Linked DNA regions of Hordeum vulgare: all the other regions are linked to region 3. A link is a contact called in public Hi-C data. All regions are on one chromosome and are shown on one strand. The core of a region is the stretch at or near the end of the contact, and the rest is flanking DNA. Distances in the headings are between cores, read along the strand shown.

Region 1 (3,400 bases), core at 756-3,255, 140 kb before region 3:
CACCTGCATTGACAGGCATGGACGCAACTTCATTAATTCCGGCGTTTGAGGAGGGAAGGCCATGCCGTCTCGCTTCTTTACACCTACGTGGTCATGAAACAACTTCCTTTTTATCGTCGGTTTAATGTCCGAGCTAGAAATGGAAACAGCACTAGCGACTGATGACTGGTGTAGTATGTGGTGCGCTGTGCCTTTCACTCTCGAAGTCTCAGAGATCAAGTATGCTTTCAAAAAGTTTTCAGCATCAGATGATGGCATGACGGCATAGATGGGCGTGGGCCAACACATGATTAAGTGGAATGGAAGTCCTAACTCAGCTTGAGTGGGGCAGTGAACCGTGTTAACATTCATTACATTCTGCTATGGACCACTGATTGGGTTACAATCTGCTGGTTCGCAAGAACAGTGTGCTTGAAAAGTACCCTTTGGGTCGGCTGCGGCTCGCTCACAAGATGGCGTCCGTCTGCTGCAACTAAGGAGTAGACCGGGGAGTCTGATTTTAGTTGGGTAACTTCATGAACTTTTGTAAATTTTCAGTTAAGATCGCAAGAATATAAAAAATCTGAACTGTTCAACAAGACATGCGGTATATAAATCTGAATAGTTCAAAGTTAGAAATGTCTGAAACTCTGAATATATGACTACGCAAAGGTTGACCAAATTCACACAGAAGAATCTTTAGTGCAAAACAATCCGTAAAATCAAGATAAAACGCCGGTAAACAAACGGTGTGATCATGCGCATTATTAGTAGTATCTCCCACTCCTAGTCAACGAGACATATGAACTTCGTAAAAGCAAGATCTTGTGACTGGTGCGGGTTATCGACGGACACATGACTAAGTTGAGTGCTGGGGTGGATCTCCGCCTCTCCGGACCGAAGCCAAACCAAACCAACTAGGTGTAGACGCGCACTGTACCGACAAGCTACATATATATTCCACGAGACCACGACACATCGTCGTGGACAGAGCTCTGACCGGGCTGTGGCTGCCGGCCGGCCGTCGGTCGCTGTCCGGCTGCCGGCGCAGACGGCCCGGATGACGAGCGGGGGACGGAAGGCCGTCGGACGCACGCCGTACCCCGCCTGCCACTCCGCGCGGCTTTGCTGAGAGTGACGTGACGTTTTTATTCCGTTGGTCGCGGCGCTGACGGGCCGTGGAGCTGGCTGTTGTGTTGCGTGCCCCGTCCGAGACAGGGAGCGCAATAATGCAGTGTGAAACGGGACCGGGCCGGCTCTGCCTGATCCGATGCAAAGCGAGAGCGCTACGGACGACGATGCGCAGCGTCTGTGCGTGGAGGATATTCATGGCCGATCCATCCATCCCATCCCATCCATGGCAAAGGTGGGATGGGAATAACTTTGGTGTGGTGCTCCGAGGGTTTGGCTCTGTGCGGGGGAGATGCGGACACCGAGGAGGATGAAGGGGGAGGCGGCGGTGGTTCGTAGTAGTACGTACCAGGATGTCGAGGCCGCCGACGGTGTCGCGGAGCCAGGTGGCGAAGTCGGCGACGGAGGCGGGGTCGGAGACGTCGAGGCGGCGGAAGGCGACGGGGAGGCCGCGGTCCCGGAGCGGCGCGGCGGCGGCCTCCCCGCGCTCGCCGTCCCGCGCGGTGAGCACGACGGTGAGGCCGTGCTCCGCGAGCCGCGCGGCCAGCGAGTGGCCGATGCCCCGGTTCGCGCCCGTCACCACGGCCACCGTGTCCCTCGACCACCACGCCCTGCACGCGCCACCGCCCGCGTCAGCCATCAATCCGGTCGCGCAGGCAGAAAACAGGAATGCGCGCGGGAGGAGGCGAATCGCGGGGAAGGCGGGAAGGATTGATGGATTGATTTACCGCGTGGGAGACGGCTCCTTGGAGTAGTCCATCTGAGGTGACGGGCAGCGCGTCGCGCGGGTCAACTGCAGGGAGGGGCAGGTCCGCAGGTGGTGGAGTCGCCGGGGCTGGCTGGACTGGCTGACCGCGAGCAAGCTGGGTGGGAGTGGGACGGCGGGGACTCCGGGAGAGAGATATTTATACACCACACGCGCGAGTGGTATCTATCTGCTCCTGTTCAGTACCCGCGGCTGCCTGCGGCTGCCGCTTGCATCTCCAGCCGGAACCTATGCCATATTTACCATGGATAGCTGCTAAGCATGTCACACAAGAGTAAGTACAATAAAATTAAATCAGTTGGTTATAAGAAATAAATTAGTATATTTTTTTAGTTGAAGAAAAAAAATAAAAGATAAACGGACTCTTAGCTAAGAGCCCGATCTAGCATGTACTTCTAGGCACTTTATAAGAGTAAAAGTATGTCATATAATAAAAAAGTAGTACAATTTTCTAATTAACTATTATATATATTGGCTATAAGATGGGTATAGATGACATTGATAATGTCTTATAGCCGGTAGCTGGCTAAACTATTAACGACGCTCTAAGAAAAAACATGACATGGCACAATAATTAAGAAAAAGAGAGAGTACTTTGATGACCCGAGGAAGAACCAATGCTAAACACGTAAACCTAGGCAAAGCACTTAAATAAAAGAAGTTGGCCAATACTACATGAAAGAGTTTAGTTGTTAAGTCAATAAATAAAATGAGCTCACCAACAACAAACTAAGCACCTATGCATTTGCAGAGTTGAGTTGCTAAGCTATTTAACGCACTTATGCCTTGTACAATGCAGGGTGCTCAAGGGAGGTGTTTAGAGAAATAAATCAGGCTTTTCTTAAGCACCGGTGCTTATTTGTACTCGGTAGACGCTTAGTTAGGCGTCTCTCATGTAGAAATAGGCACTGATGCTTCAGAAAAAAATGGTTTATTTTTTCTAAACACCTAGCATTGTACAAGGTCTTAGCACCTCATCTAAACACATTTGCATTGGAAGTGGCCTTACAAACTTGGGCCTCAAACATTTGCGGACGCGTGAGGGCGCATCTCATTTATTGTCTTTCATATCCGTGCCTTTTATAACCGAATCCTTAAAATCGTCTTCAAAACAAAAAAAACTCTCAAAACCATACACACATGCTACGTTATGTAAAAATAGATCAACACATAGTTCATCGAATCGCATTGCATCCTTGGACAAAAGGGACATAATTCATCGGCAAATCCATAGAACAAAGTACATAAAACATACTAAACGTATAAACATAGCATGGGAAAGGCAGAGGAAATTACCATTTCCTCGCCGACCCCTTCCCATTCCAGTCGTCGACGCGGCTGCGCCCCTGTTCCATGTAGGCGTCGGCGTGCGGAGGTGTGTCATCGTCGGAGCTTGAGGTGCAGTCGTCCGAGCTATCGTAGCTGCACCTCATGCCCGATCGCGTGTGGAATAGGCAGGCTTGCTCCTCGGCATGGCGAGATGCCTTCGCCTTCGTCGCCGCCTTCGCCTTCGCCGCCGCCTTC
Region 2 (3,164 bases), core at 422-2,921, 200 kb after region 3:
GCCGTAATGTTTTTCGAGTTTGCTTCTATGCCTCGTTGAGAGATGATGAAGTCGAGGATCTAGCCTGAGAAAACCCCGAAAACACACTTTTCTGGGTTCAACTTCATGTTGAACCAACGTAGATTAGCGAATGTTTGCTCGAGGTCGGGTTGCGGGAGGCCTGCAAGAAAGGCGTTGCCTGCTAGCCATTGGGGTCTTCCAACTGTTCGGAATGTCACATGATAGTTCACCCCCGGTGTAGCACACCATCAACCACCTCACTAAATAGTTACATACAAACACATGCATACAAGTTACAACACCAACATGGAAGGAACAAAAACAATAACACCACATCACATCCCTAAAACATAACACCTATAAACAATATGAAAAAATGAATCATGAGATCTCAGGGTCAACTCAATTATACTTAATGTTGATATCTGACAAATGAAAGAAGAAACACATCATTAAGCTAATAATTACATATTGAAATAGGATGTCTTCAACAGAATAAACATTGCAAGTGGCACACATTAATCTAGTATAAAGAAAGTAGCTACCAAGCATTATCATTGTAGAATGACACATTACAAAACCTACAATTACATGCATACATAAACTCTATCCAACACATCAAATACTCCAATTAAACACAACACCCCTCCCAGTTACTATAGTAACCTCGTAAACTTGCACTAAACAAACCACGAACAAACCTAATCGCCAGATTCCGAACATGCAAAACCACAAAAATCAGCCACCGCAAAGACAACATAACACAGTAGCATATAAGGTAAATACATTCTTGCTTCATCGGCTAGGAAACCAGCAGAATCTAACAAATCCCAGCTCTAGGCTAAGCACAATTAACTGAACCAAATGCATCTATAGCTACAAAGCCCCGTTCAACAACTACAAACCCTAAAAAAAAGACAATCCCAACCCAAACGAAATAGAACAACTAGAACGAAGACCCTCTACATGAATCGCCTGAAAACAAGGTGATAAAAAAGGTCACATCACACATGAACACCTACCAATCCTAGGAATTGGGAGGGAGGGGCAGGGCAACCTAAACAAATCGAAAAGGGATCTAAAAATGAACATGCACGATAAAATCAAAAGAAGCAAGAGGAGGGATGAGCAAACGTGCTAATAGATCGCTACATCCAACATGAATTTATGGCGGGAGAAAAAAACTGAAGCACAAACACTCAAAGCCACGAGAATCACCATGTAAAAAAGAACGAGGTAGTCGTTTCTTTATTTTGTTCTCTTTGTCTTTACACACAGTTTTATTTATTTCTTTTTAAAATAATGTAAAATAAATAAGAGGATAATGAAGTGGCACGAGTGAAAAATATGAAACACTAAAAGAAAGACAACCAATAATAGATAGCTAACGGGGAATCCGAAAAGAAAGACATGTTCGAAATATGAGGTTGCGACAAAAAATAACACAAATCCTAAATTTTGAATGAAAGGAGATTTGCATTTCAGCCGGACGATAAAGAGCAAAACCGTTTATATTTTCACTCTTTGACGCAACTATTCTCAGGATAGCTTACAGGTGTATGAAATTCTCGAAAGAAAGGAAAAAAACTTGACAGATGTGTGGTCTGGACCGACATTGATCGTGAAACTCTCTTGATCGGACGGCAGCGGCTTCCCACGGAGGGCACGGGCTGGACCCAGGTCTAGACCACTCTGGAAACCCCAGCCCCCAAAATTTCCTCCCCCTCTCCGGCGGTGGCTTCACGAAAGCGATTTCATATCGCCTGCGGCGACGATACCGGAATCTCCGGCCCCAGCCTCCGCTCCCCGCGCGTGGAGGTCCATGGACGGCGGTGGCGAGGTGGGCTGGTACGTGCTCGGCCCGAGCCAGGAGCACGTCGGCCCCTACGCGCTCTCAGAGCTGCGAGGTACCTCCTACCCCTTCGACACCCAATCTTCTCGCTATACCTACTAGTAGAAATGCGGACGCCGGTAGCTCGCAAGCTGGGATTGAATCCTCGCAAAATCAGAGAAATTTCGCGTGCGGCCTTGCTGCAATCCGGAAGGCCCCCTATTCGCTAGTTTGTATTTCCTGTGAGTATCAGCAAGTGTCGAGTCTGAATGTGAGGTGGCGCGAATCCCAGTACCTGGTATTGTTTGATCCTGTCAATTGGGCGTGTTATTCATAAGCTCGCAATTTCCTCTGTAACCAGTAAATTGATGCTTCAGTGGATATGGAAGTAATGTAAGTAGCCGAGATGACAGTTTTGAATTCGGTGCTGTGAGGTTATCCGTAGAGTGTATGTATCATTCTACAGTGACATTCACTGCATCATCCACCACTGTTGTGTTATAGTTCCTAACTCCAAAGCTGGATAACATCGATGAGTTGTTAGCACCGGCAGGTTGCGAGATAGGGTTTATGCCACGTTGTGAGGTTGCTTGCTTGTTTTGTAGGCACATATTGTTTCAGGATTGCAGCTAGTATAGTTGTTAGCACTGGCAGGTTGCGAGATAGGGTTTATGCCATGTTGTGAGGTTGCTCGCTTGTTTTTGGGCGCATATTGCTTCAGAATTGCCGCTATTAGCTCTTTTACTTTCTGAAGATCTACGCGTCTTGTTTTCGTTGTGATCTGGATTTGAGGAACTTGGCTCCCTTTACAGATCATTTTGCTAATGGGTACCTCAACGAGAGCACAATGCTCTGGGCAGAGGGGAGGAGTGAATGGACACCACTATCTTCGATTCCAGAGCTGCATCCCGGGGTCACAAAGAAGGATCAACCTGAACAAGGTTAGGAGCTTAGGGCTTTCTACATTCCCTTTAATGGAAATTCCATATGGTTCTCTTCAAGTATCTCCTGACGCTCTTTGAAATGGTTTGTTCAGAAACTGAAGATGATTTCAAGAAATTCCAGAAGGAGGTTATAGAAGCCGAGTCGGAGGTGGAAGCGCTGAAAGCAAAGGCTGCAGATGGTGACTTAAGCAAAGAGCATGTCATTGATGATCCCGATGAGCGACCATCATCCCCACCAGATGGTGTGGAAGAATTTACTGATGATGACGGCACCATCTACAAGTGGGATCGCACTCTGAGGGCAATGGTTCCTCAAGTAAGTGTTGCTTTTCCATTCCAACGCTACGCTTTCTAGATAACCATTGTCAGATGAAAATTCAGGATTTCTG
Region 3 (3,145 bases), core at 477-2,976:
CATCAAATTCGACATCGAGAAAGTCATAATCAGCTGCAGAATGATCTGGTTGAGCATCTTTGGGCATTTCATATAGACAACCACAACATGTGTTCGACTAAGATGAATTCAACACAAACCATTCGATTTCCAAACTTTACGTTTGGATTGCCATATTTTTAATGGAATTATTATTGCATTGTAACATTTATATTTCAATTGCTTAACCATTATGTTACTTTCTCCAATCAAAGTTGTACTAAAACGACAATTAATATGGATCGGATGGAGTATTTATGTTTTGGCTAATCTAGGTATAGGAAAAAATAGAAGTGGACATTTGATGTTTGTGGTTGGATGGCGTACACGTTGTTCTTTCTAGCATATTCTTGTCTTTTAATGATGTCCCATTATGAAGGGTGATTAACATTGGAGTCCCATAATTAGCCACCTGTGCAGTAGGGGTTGCTCGCTAGGGTTGGCTCCTCCAAAGCCACCCGTGCAAGCGGCTCGGGAGGAGAAGGGATAGGTTTGTAGGTTTTTGGTTAGGTGGGTTTGCTAGGTTTTCTTCCGTGGTTCGTTTGTTCACGTGCAAGATCGTTGGGAGCAAAAAAATGGATGAAAAAAAAGACTAGGCGGAAGGGAAGACGAAAAAAACAGGTGAAAGGGGAGATGAAAAAAAGACTAGGAGGAAGGGAAGACGAAAAAACATGTCAACGGTCATTTAATGATGTCCTATTTTGAAGGGTGATTAACATTGGAGTTGTCTTTATATTGTTAAGGTCTAGTCAATGGTACATCGCCGTTTTAAAATATAAGGTGTATTGCTTCTTAAAGTCAAACATGTACATGTTTGATTAATTTTTTAGAAAAATATCCCAATATCTACAATATCAAATTGGTATCATTAGATTCATCATGAAAATTATTTTTTATATTTTATTTATTTTACATTAAAGATGTTGGTATTTTATTCTATAATCTTAATCAAACACAGATTTGACTTGTACAAAAATTGATACACCTTATATTCTAAAATAGAGACAGTAGTCGCTAGTGATAGGATAGTGCCTTTCGCGTTGCTCAGTTTGCTTTGGTTTGGATGATTGTTGTGTGCGTGTTGCGTCGCGCGCGTGATCGCTACCTGCCCCAATCTTTTCTATTTCTCTCTTCTTTTTCTTTTTCTTTGCTCCACGAATGCTTAGGTCGTTCTCTGATTAGACACACCGTATCACCACTCACCAAGCTCGAAAATTGCAAATCACAACATCCAAAATAAAAATAAAAATTGCAAGTCATAAATTATGACATCGACCACTATAAAGTGCGTGTATCTACCGAGATAACTAAATCACAAAGCACATCAACAACTTGGTGGATTTTCTGCGTCGCAAAAGCCACATCTTGTTTCCACAAAGGAAAAAGTTCAAAACAAATATGGAACCAGGGGAGCTGGCTAAGGTGTTCACCGCTGGAATTGACGGGTCGCGGCAATATCTGAAGTAACATGCGTTTTCTTTCCCGTATGAGGAAACGGAAGAAGCGTTGATTTCGGGATGAGTATATCCACGTGCATTGGGTCGTAGCATGAATTTCCCATCTATTTCACGAGCTAGTGCCCGCTAGTTGACGTCTCTTCAGTCCAAGCCTATCAAAACAAAGCGAGATAGTGCAAGCGCGCAAGGTTAATCACGTAGTACATCACTAGAGGCTAACCACTTTAGGCTGGATGGACGTACGTAGTTGATCTCCAAGTGGACCTCGCTGTCATCACTCACTAATCACTGGCACCTTATAATGTTAGGTAAGACGGAGCGGTTGATTGCGTACGGAATATATATTTGTTTGCGAAAGAAACGGAGCCGGTGCACGGCCGACCGTCCATTCTGGACGGAGATGGCATAGTTTAGTTGCACATGAGACAAATGCCGACCATGTGCTGTGCTCTTAATTAGTTCTAGTATCACTAGCGCAACATTAGGCTTCCCCTGTTAGTCATTGTGCGGATGATCATATGATTGCAGACAGATGGAAGAAATGCGCGAACGCCACACAATCACGCACCGTTTATTTACTTATTACGAGTAACAATAATCCAAGGCAGGGCGATCATGTCATCGTCTTCTCATCTCTCTGGGGTGCGGGTGCCGGGCGGACTAAACTGATGGTCACGTCGAATCATTAAGCATGGGACGACTAGGAACTTAGGGATGGCAATGTTAGGGAGGGAACTGGGTCCGTTTAATCCCCTTTAAAACCACTACAAATTTTACGGTTCAAAATTTTGTTTAGAAAGATAAAACTATGGAGCAGGTTAAAGCTAATTAAAAAGGACTTACGGGTGTCGTTTATTTGCCATTTACGTCCCTAGGCAACGTACACATGGTACCACTAGTTGTCGGCATGCAGTACACGAAACCAAGATGGATGATCCGTTTAAAATGCCTGGAAGCCTAGACTAGACGGAACTAATTTCTCCCATGAGAGGCGCGTGTCGGGGCGTCCATGCCAAGCGGATATTTGTTTTTTTTTTTCAAAACAATCCCGTGAAGTTTTATTTAACTCAAACAACGTTTACAAGTATGAAAGACGATCATCATTCTTTAATCTAATAATATGCTTCGTTAAATTATGAGCCTCGGAATTTAGGCTCATAAACTCATGAACAATTACAGAAAGTAAAAGTGTTCCTATGATCTATGATTTCATGTGCCAATCGAATATCCGGTACAACCACCAAGATTAGAGACCTCCTTCTCCGTGCCTTCAGTGCAAGGCAGCGCTTATCCGCCCTGCTCCATGGGCTGGCATAACTAGGCGAGTGATCCCTCGTAACCTGCCGCTTCTCCGGATTCACTGGTAGCTCGATCGATAGTTGACCCGTCATGGTTGACCGGTCCACTGTTGATTGTCGACTTTTCGAGAAAATGCAAAAACTTCAAAAAAAATGTTCCTAAAAATTTGGAAAAGCTCACGAATTCAAAAAAGGTTTGTCGATATGAAAAAAATAATGAACTCGTCAAAATTCACACTTTAAAAAAAAACGCAAACTAAAAAACACATAATTAAAAAAAATTGTAAATTTTACAAAGTTCATTGTTTTTGGAAAAAGGTTCAGAAATCAGATAAAAGTTCACAAATTTGAAAAGTTTAGATTTTTTTTTTA

Evidence for each region. A called contact is a pair of places that touch in the nucleus more often than the background predicts.
Region 1: a contact with region 3 is called in a Hi-C map of leaf, with 2.2 times the contacts expected there. The contact joins the promoter of LOC123427119 here to the enhancer-like site in region 3. A contact is called at or near these places in 2 of 6 Hi-C or Micro-C datasets (leaf and seedling) and 1 of 1 datasets of contacts at active chromatin or transcription factors (embryo).
Region 2: a Hi-C map of leaf shows a contact between it and region 3, with 2.4 times the contacts expected there. The contact joins the promoter of LOC123427120 here to the enhancer-like site in region 3. A contact is called at or near these places in 2 of 6 Hi-C or Micro-C datasets (leaf and seedling).

Annotation. Positions count from the first base shown.
Region 1 is chr2H:543,862,368-543,865,767 of MorexV3_pseudomolecules_assembly, forward strand. LOC123427119 ((+)-neomenthol dehydrogenase-like) reads right to left here and starts at 2,006. Exons shown (of 4, transcript XM_045111075.1): 1 at 1,839-2,006; 2 at 1,460-1,721; 3 at 1-3. The coding sequence starts at 1,870.
Region 2 is chr2H:544,204,168-544,207,331 of MorexV3_pseudomolecules_assembly, forward strand. It overlaps LOC123427120 (splicing factor U2AF-associated protein 2), which reads left to right and starts at 1,672. Exons shown (of 13, transcript XM_045111077.1): 1 at 1,672-1,907; 2 at 2,644-2,772; 3 at 2,868-3,091. The coding sequence starts at 1,823.
Region 3 is chr2H:543,999,620-544,002,764 of MorexV3_pseudomolecules_assembly, forward strand. No RefSeq gene overlaps it. Among protein-coding and RNA genes, the nearest start is that of LOC123430472, 61 kb to the right of the region's middle. Within about 2 kb of position 1,727, at least 2 of the 3 cell types and tissues checked have open chromatin away from gene starts, as enhancers often do. A contact at or near this core is called in leaf, where this site is marked.